Regions from separate parts of the Mus musculus genome. Here region 1 is linked to region 2. A link is a contact called in public Hi-C data. All regions are on one chromosome and are shown on one strand. The core of a region is the stretch at or near the end of the contact, and the rest is flanking DNA. Distances in the headings are between cores, read along the strand shown.

Region 1 (3,769 bases), core at 1,130-3,629, 180 kb after region 2:
CTCCTTAGCCTCTTGTGCCTCTAATGTGTCAGCTGTGTACTTATTCCTAGGAGTATTGGGTGAAGCAGGCACTGGAGCACACCCCACCTGACCTCTCATTTCTTATAAGAAGGGGATTTGAGCTTGGGACAGGTGTAGAATTTATTGAGGGTCCAGCTCTGGTGTCTGGCAGCCTAGGGATCAGGCTCAGACTCTCACTGGCTGGCTTTCAGCTTAGTTTCTCCCACTTTTCTGCGGCCACGGGACAGGAACTAATGCTCTCCTTTTCTGTATACTTTGCTCATGATGCTTTAGAAACTCAGACGGAGTATCCCTTGTGCAGAGTGCTTGAGATTGGCATAGGTTGGGATTTGCAATGGGGACAAATTTTGGAATCTTTGCCTATACATGAGATGTCTTGGGTCAGGGCCTAAGTCTATAAAGATATAATTCATTTATGCTTTATATACACAGGATGAAAGGATTTTGATAGTATTTTAGTACACCAGCCCATCACGGAAACTCTGGTGTGGCTATTTCCACTGTGGCTTCACACAGTCACTCAGTGCAGTCCAGATTGGAGATTTCAGCTGGGTTTAGGAGGCTTAGTCGGAAGTGAAGGTCTGCTTGTCCTATCATTACTTCTTCTCGTGTTTGCCCAGCTTGGTTAGCATACAGAGCCTCGTATACAGAATGCCTCTAACCAGAGCACAGGCGGGAGGTTAGCTGAGACTTGTCACCCCTCACTGTCTTGTGTCCTCTCTAATTACAAGTGCACACAGTCCCCTGAAGACTGGAAAGCCCTTGCTGCTATCCTCTGAGCAGTTTGCTGCCCCCAAGTTTGTAATTCTGTCTGGCTCAAGAGTGACTTGAGCTGGTTCCTTCCTCTCTTGCAGTTATTTTTACTCCCTGTGGAGTTTGTTTTGGAAAGGCAGTTTTTTAAAAGTTTCCCTCTCTAACAAGAGTTTTGTTAGATTTTTTTTGTAGACCCAAAACAACAACAACAAAAGACCATTTCTTAAAGATACATACTTAGCTTATTCATTCATGCCTGGATTTGCCTGCTCTCCCTGGCTTTGTCAAAGGGCCATTCTTCCTCGGTGTTTTCCAAAGCTTTCCTGTTTTCAGGAGAGCTTTCTAATAAAACCCCTGAATGCAGTGGTGTGTCTTGCAGCCTCCTGGGCTCGGGGCTTTGGCAATGTAAATGTCCATTAGTTTGGCAAGCAAGAGTTTGCTCCAGCAGGATTTGTTCACAAAAGAGACATGCAGAAAGGTTGTCAGGCTAAAGTGAACTGTGAGGGCAGGCAGCTGGAAGTTGGAAGTGGGGAGAGCATTAGGGGGGGTCCTAGAGAAATCCCTGACTTCTTTAGGAGGCCCATTCCAGAAAGGCAGCCCTGGCTCCACATTATTCGCTTGATTCTCACTGGCCCTAAGGATATCCCAAGCGATTGTCTTCCGACCTGACATCACGGTACTTGTGTAGCTTTCTGTCCAAAGAGTCCTCAACTAGACAGCGTGTGGACTGCAGAGTACCTTAACTGTCTGTAAATAGTAGGCTGAAAGTTTCCTTCAAGTGAGATCGTCTGCTTCCTCACAGACTGCTCTGGGTCACTGTGTTCTGGGAGCCCCTTTGCGGTAATGTCTAGAAACCCAAGACACACCCCTCCTTCTTTCGTGCCAAGGAGATAGAGAGACCTGGGAAAGAGCTGAGGATAGGGCACAGAGTTCTCGATCTCTCCCCCACCAATCCAGCACGATGGGCAAGCCTAGTCTGTTCACCCCATGCCTTGAAATCAGAATGTTGTCTGTGATCCTTTCAAACGTTGAGCATTTTGTGTGCCTGTGTCGCTGAGAATGGAAGAACCACACACCAAGTTTAGAGGAGTGCAGCACCTACGTCCTGAAGCCAAACATCCACATTTGCCTGGGACTGGGAGGTTTCCCAGGACATAAGGATTTTTCATTCCCAGTAAAGTTTTCAGACAAGATGGTCACTTTAGAGACATCAGACTTCCTGACACCTTAACACGGGCGCCACACCCAGTGGGCTTCCTGCTGGAGTCTGACTGTTGGGATAACTATTCCAGTAAGAGGGGTAAATATATAAGCCATGTTTCTCAAAGATAACACCGTGAAGCCCTGGGCTGATTCACTCTGCTTCTGGTTAACGTGTACAGGTAGGAAGCTCCCACACATGTGACAGGAACCTGTGGGAAAGGATGAATAATCCCCGACACTCACCACCAAAAGAGGAAAATTAAAAATAAGTATCTGGGTGAATATATATATATATATATATATTCGTATTCAAGTCACTTTTATCTCTATTCTGCAACCAGAAGCTTCCTCTGTCTTGGATAGGCTGCCACCGTGTGGCCCTAAGCAGGCATGTGGGAAAGTAGAGGAAAGCACAGAGATGGGAATCGCCTCAGGCAACAATCAGTAGGGAAGGCAATGAGCTCAGTGCTTGTGCAAAGACTCAATTATATTGTCCAGGGCCTGGCTTCCCCTGTGGACCAGGATAATGCTCCTGGACTTGCCGCACCTCTCCAGCCCTAAACATTACGATTGCCACAAAGTTCACACATATAGAAGCTGAGGCTGGAGCTAAGTTACTCTTTCACAGTGACCTGGCACAGAGCCAGATCTCAAACCTGAGTTGGTTGGCCGTAAAGCCCTTGGCCTCCACACCAGGCATACTGGAGGGGAACCATCACAAATGGAAAAGGGGGGGATGGGATGGCCTGCGGGAGCCAGCTCTTCTGGAAGAGGTAAGCCTGACTAATTTAAAGGATGGATGGGTGCATCAGGAGAGAATCCAGAATCCAAGGTGTGGAACCCAGAGCAGAGAGGGAGAAATAGGATCCTCTGCTGAGGTAAAGGTTAATGGAGGAGACAAGTTATGAAGTAGCCAGTGAGGCATGAGTAGGAACCCGAAAACAGCTAGGAACGGGAGGCCGGTGGACAGTGTGCTCAAAGTCCTTACACTGTAGACTGCGTCTTCTAGCAGCAACGAGTACCTGTGTGGCTGTTGACTTAACACTTGTGAAGCATTCAATCCACTTTTGATTTATTGGTGGAAGTTCTGTGAACTGTGCGTTCGGATAACCCCATTACATATAGGAGGAAACAGCCAAAGAGAGGTGGCCGCCATAATAAAAAAGGGACTCACAGCTTGAGGGAAAACAGTTGCTTTTGGTGGAAAGAGCCATCCTCAGTCTGTCGGTGAGAGGCAGTAAGGGAAGGTGTTTGAAGTTGGGGCAGCTCAAGGACACAGAAGGCGAGGGTCTCAGTGTTGGTGATCTGGCTGGTATTTGTGTTGAAAGTCTCCTCCCCATGACAGGGATGGTGGCATCATCCAGTAATTCCAAACTCTGGCTTTATAGGCAGAAACCTGAGGATGACAAGTTCAAGGCTTGCCTTTGGTACAGACAGAGTTCAAGGTCAACATGGACAACTTATCGAGACCCTTTCTCAAAAATAAAAAGTGAAATGAAGTGTGTGTGTGGTGGGGGGGGGGTCTAGTTAACTAGTAGAGTACTCGTCTAGTATTCGTGAGGCTCTAAACTCTACCCACAGTATTAGAAAACAACAGAAACAGAGGAAGCGGGAGGAACTGGAGAGGCAGCTCAGTGGTTAGGGACATTGGCTGCTCAGGTTCCCTCCCAGCACAAACATGATGGCTAAGCCAGCCATAACTCTAGTTCTAGGGGGATCAGATGCCCTCCTCTGACCCTTAGGGCAGCAGGCACACACGAGGTATATATACATGCAGGGAAAACACATATAA
Region 2 (4,094 bases), core at 876-3,375:
CCCCAGTGAGGTGAATTGATGAGTCTGTCCCTTTCATATCTTGCACAGCTGAGTCTGGGAGCTGGGGCTCTGGGAGCCTTTTCTTCCCTCATGGTGCTCACCATACCTGTCCAGGGAAGCATCTGCTTCTCCAGACTCCCACAAGTGGCCACTCTTGACTTTTGGTTTATGCATCAACTGAACACGCCCATAACAGGCTCATAAAGGTCCCTTGTGAGCCTGGTGCTGTGATGTCTATCTATAGGACACAGACTACATCAGCCATGTTTCCCAGTCTGGGAAGATGAGACTTATATATTAAGCATTGAAGTATATTGAAGGGTCTTACTACCCCATTAGCTACAGGTTTAGTATCAGGCATCTGGCTTTGGGTCCCACATCATCAGGTTGGCTGTTTTGCTATGGTAAGTGCCTGATCCTTCTTTAACCACTGTGTCTTTTTTTTTTCAGGGATGGTAAGAGTGTTGGCCTCTAGGCATGTCTATGAATCGAGTGTGTGCAAAGTGTTTCAAATGGAGGTGGACTTGTGTTTTTAGTGTTAGTAGTAGGCTTAAGTGGATGAACTTGGGAGATCTCAGTGCTACAGAAGTTCTGAACAGTAGCACACTCCCCTTCTGTACCCCGCTCTTCCCTTTTCTCTTCTCCTTGCTCACTGATGGCTAGTGTCTTTGACTGATACATTACCCAAGCTTGAGCTCAGAGGGCCACTTTTACTCCCTTCATTGCTGCCAGTCCCTCATCCCATAAAGGCCTTCACTCACAAACCTACTGGTTACACCTGGTTTCTGTCTCTGCATTGGTGCTTAATTATTACTAACGAAGCCTACACTCATAACTCTAGAGCCCTCTTAACTGTCCTCCTTAATTTCTGTGTCGCCCCCTTCCAAGTCAGAGAGGACTGCTCTATAGGTGGTCCTCAACTCTACTGCCACCGGAGAGGACTTCTTCAAATTCTAACCAGATGGTCGCTTTCTTGATGATACTCTTTCTGTTGCTTATCTTACATAAAGGCTGCTCCCAACTTCCTCACAAAAGCAGTACAAGACTGCCCCCAACACAGCCCGTAGACTCTGCCATCTACAGGAATGCATAGACTCTAAGCCTAGGGTGTGGCTTCTGAAGAGACCCACTTATCCTTCCAACTGGAACTCAGACTCTCTTTCTTTGGGACACTGTTAAACTAGGACTACCTAGCTGCCCCTCCTCCATGTCCCTGTCACACCTCTGCTTACAAGATCATGGTGTCATTTTATACTTCACATCTGTCTTCCTCAACCACACATGGTCTTAAAGAAGAGATTGTATCTCATTCGTCTTTTCGTTCAGGCTTTTATTTTAAAAGAGCTGGAGAGATGGCAGGGTGGAAGGAGAGTTTAATGGACAGATACACGGATCGGTCTGTGGATCACTGAAATGGTTCAGTTCAACAGTGGTCAAAGCTTCTGAACATGTGTTGCACGCATGGCTAAATGCAAGATGGTCTTCAACAACCCCTTTACAAAGACAAGCTGTGTTTCTTAAAGCTCCACAGTTGAAGTCGAAAAACTATGAGGGCAACTCAGCAACCAGGAGGCTTTGACCTTGATCCAGAGCAAAGCTCAGAGGTGCTTCTGCTCATAGAAGAAAAGGAGGCACATGCATGGGCCCTCTCCTAGCTTAACCTGCCTTGCCTCCTGCTGACCTTATCTCTGCTGGCCTCACCCAGGTCCATTCGGCTCTACATTCAGCCCACTGTTCATTCTAACTCGAACAGTGGCTAGAGATGGCCACCTCCAGTGCCAGAGTCACATCAAAGCAGGTGGCATCAAAGCATCAAGGCCAACCACCATCTGCAACTTTCAGGAGAACAGCTTGTTTCTCTCTATTCCATACTCAATAACTCGGATAACTGGCCTCCTTGCTTGAAGTTTGACTTTCAAACCAGTCTAGTGCTCCCACAGGGAGCCAAGCAGAAGACCATTGTCCAATTGTTTCACCAAGGAAAACAGAATAAGTCTTAGAGTGATCTAGAAATACAACATTAAGCTTCTGATATGGAGAATTGGCACGCGAACCAACCAGTCAACGGTGGAAAGGCCCTGGGGCTACTGGGATCAGAGCCCAGCCTGGCCGCCAGGAATCCTCATTCAGGGGTTGAGAAGCAGCCGGCAAAGCACAATTGGCTAAATTTGGTTGTGTTTTTATTTTTGTCCAGCCATAAATACCGGCAAAGAAATGAAAACTATTCCTTTCCTTCCGGGAGCCTCAGAGCCAGGCTGGCTTTATTTTTAGCTGCTAGTCTAGGGCTTTTAGCACACTAAATACTCTGTCCACTACTATAAGAGGCAGTGGGCTAGACTCTAGGGGTTTTGCCTAGACCGAGAGTTGGGTGTCTGAACTGAATTCTTCCCAGACTTTGTGCAATTATGATGACAAGGGTGGCTCCAGACAGAACCAAAGAGGGACTCAGTTCTTGTCCAAAGGGTCCCCAAGAGAGTCCTTTTCAGGAAAGGCAGAGTGCTCAGAGCAGATCAGTGTCTGGAGAGGGTGGAAGAAGTCGCAACTGTAGATGAAAAGAAGCAGAAGAATTGTAGATTGGGAATGGGCCCGGGTACTTTTATTCTGTGAAGGTTTTGAGTGCCCTGATTCAGGACCTGAAGCTAGCTAACTATGACCAGATCCTGCTACAGCACCCCTGAGAGATGATGTGGCCTCGGTCTGGCCTGGATACTTGGCTTTGAATTTATTATGTAAGAGGCAAGAGGACAATAACAACCCAGCCTTAAGCTCTACTTGGAGAGACTGCCAGGGCCGCAGGAAACATAGCATTTGGTATGCAGAGCAGAGGTTGGGAGCAGCCATCCCTAGCATCATTATCACGAGGGCCTTCATGTGACATTCAGTATTCCACATGTTCTAGGCCAGTTCTTCCTGGAACCAGAGGAGTAGTGTCATTTGCATTTGGAAAACAGAGGGTCAAAGGGCTTAGTAACTTGTCCTTAGCTCTACAGTGAGAGAATAATCCAGCCAAGCCTAAAACCAGCACTGATGAGCCTCAGTCCTAACACCATGCCTTCAGTGGGACCAGTGACCTCTATATGCTATGAAGAGACTTATCACTGAACACATAGGAGCTGCTCTAAGCAGGGAACTAGGTTCCTCTGCCTTGAGTCCTCCAGTTTCATGATAAGAGTGTGCAAACACGATGTCAAACGTGATTTTATTTTTTTATTTAAGCAGAAAGCAACTAATGGATACTGAATGTAGAATGGTGTCTACCCGGGATGTTAGAAGGGAAAATCAGGGAGTTGTTAAATGGATAGTATAATTGTGTGAGACGGAAGTGTCCTGGAGATTCGTCCTACAGCCAGGAGAATACAGTCCACATGACTGTGCCTCCTACCTCCGAACTGTGTGCTTAGAAACTGAGAGGACAGCTAATTTCATGTGGTATGATTTCGCCATCCTTTTTAACAATTAGAAATAAGATCTCAAGTATTGGGGTCAGACCATCGTAGAGGCAGGCAGCGGGTTGGAGCGTTTCCTGTCCTACTTCCCAGCCTTTCTGTTCCGTCTTCCCTATGATCAGAAGCTTCCTCAGCAGCATCCCTGGTCCCACCCCACATGGCACAGACTTTGTCAGGGCTAAGGTGCATGCTCTGTGAAGGGCGTTCATTAGGCGACATTGTGATGCTTCTCTGTCTCGTGCTTGGCCCTTTCTGACCTGCTTTGAGTCCCTGGTTCCACCAAAGATTTTGTCTATAGAATGGGAGGAGATAGTAGTTAAGTCTCCCTTCCCAGAGTCATGTTTTCTTAGAGTACATGTAGGGAAAGGAGCAGGCTTGGACTTCGTTTCAGAGAAGTGGGGTGCAGGTCCTGCTTTCCTCCTCAGTTTGTTTAGCTCTAACATGGGGGTAACAGTTATTCCAGGTAACTGCGTTTCACCTATGAATAGATGCAATGCCGAAGAACATGGAGCTAGCTAAGAACAGGCCTCTCTCCAGGTTGATTACCTACCTCAAGAAAGCATTCCTCATCAACATCAGAACAGGGGCTTGGTATGCCCCGGTCCTTTCTGGTCTCAGCCACGTTCAGAAGAAACTTGGGCTGTTTTC

What was found. Hi-C and Micro-C count contacts between places; a contact is called where the count stands out from the background.
Region 1: a contact with region 2 is called in a Hi-C map of cerebellum, with 2.6 times the contacts expected there. The contact joins two enhancer-like sites. A contact is called at or near these places in 1 of 15 datasets of contacts at CTCF or cohesin (the NIH/3T3 cell line), 3 of 484 Hi-C or Micro-C datasets (cerebellum, embryonic fibroblasts and embryonic stem cells) and 1 of 115 datasets of contacts at active chromatin or transcription factors (heart atrium).

Annotation. Positions count from the first base shown.
Region 1 is chr11:35,405,427-35,409,195 of GRCm38.p6, forward strand. The region is part of intron 4 of Slit3 (slit guidance ligand 3); the gene reads left to right. Among named protein-coding and RNA genes, the nearest start is that of Gm46277, 120 kb to the left of the region's middle. Within about 2 kb of position 2,380, at least 23 of the 459 cell types and tissues checked have an H3K27ac peak or open chromatin away from gene starts, as enhancers often do. A contact at or near this core is called in cerebellum and heart atrium, where this site is marked.
Region 2 is chr11:35,229,761-35,233,854 of GRCm38.p6, forward strand. All of the region lies in intron 3 of Slit3 (slit guidance ligand 3), which reads left to right. Among named protein-coding and RNA genes, the nearest start is that of Gm33453, 5.6 kb to the left of the region's middle. Within about 2 kb of position 2,126, at least 29 of the 459 cell types and tissues checked have an H3K27ac peak or open chromatin away from gene starts, as enhancers often do. A contact at or near this core is called in cerebellum and heart atrium, where this site is marked.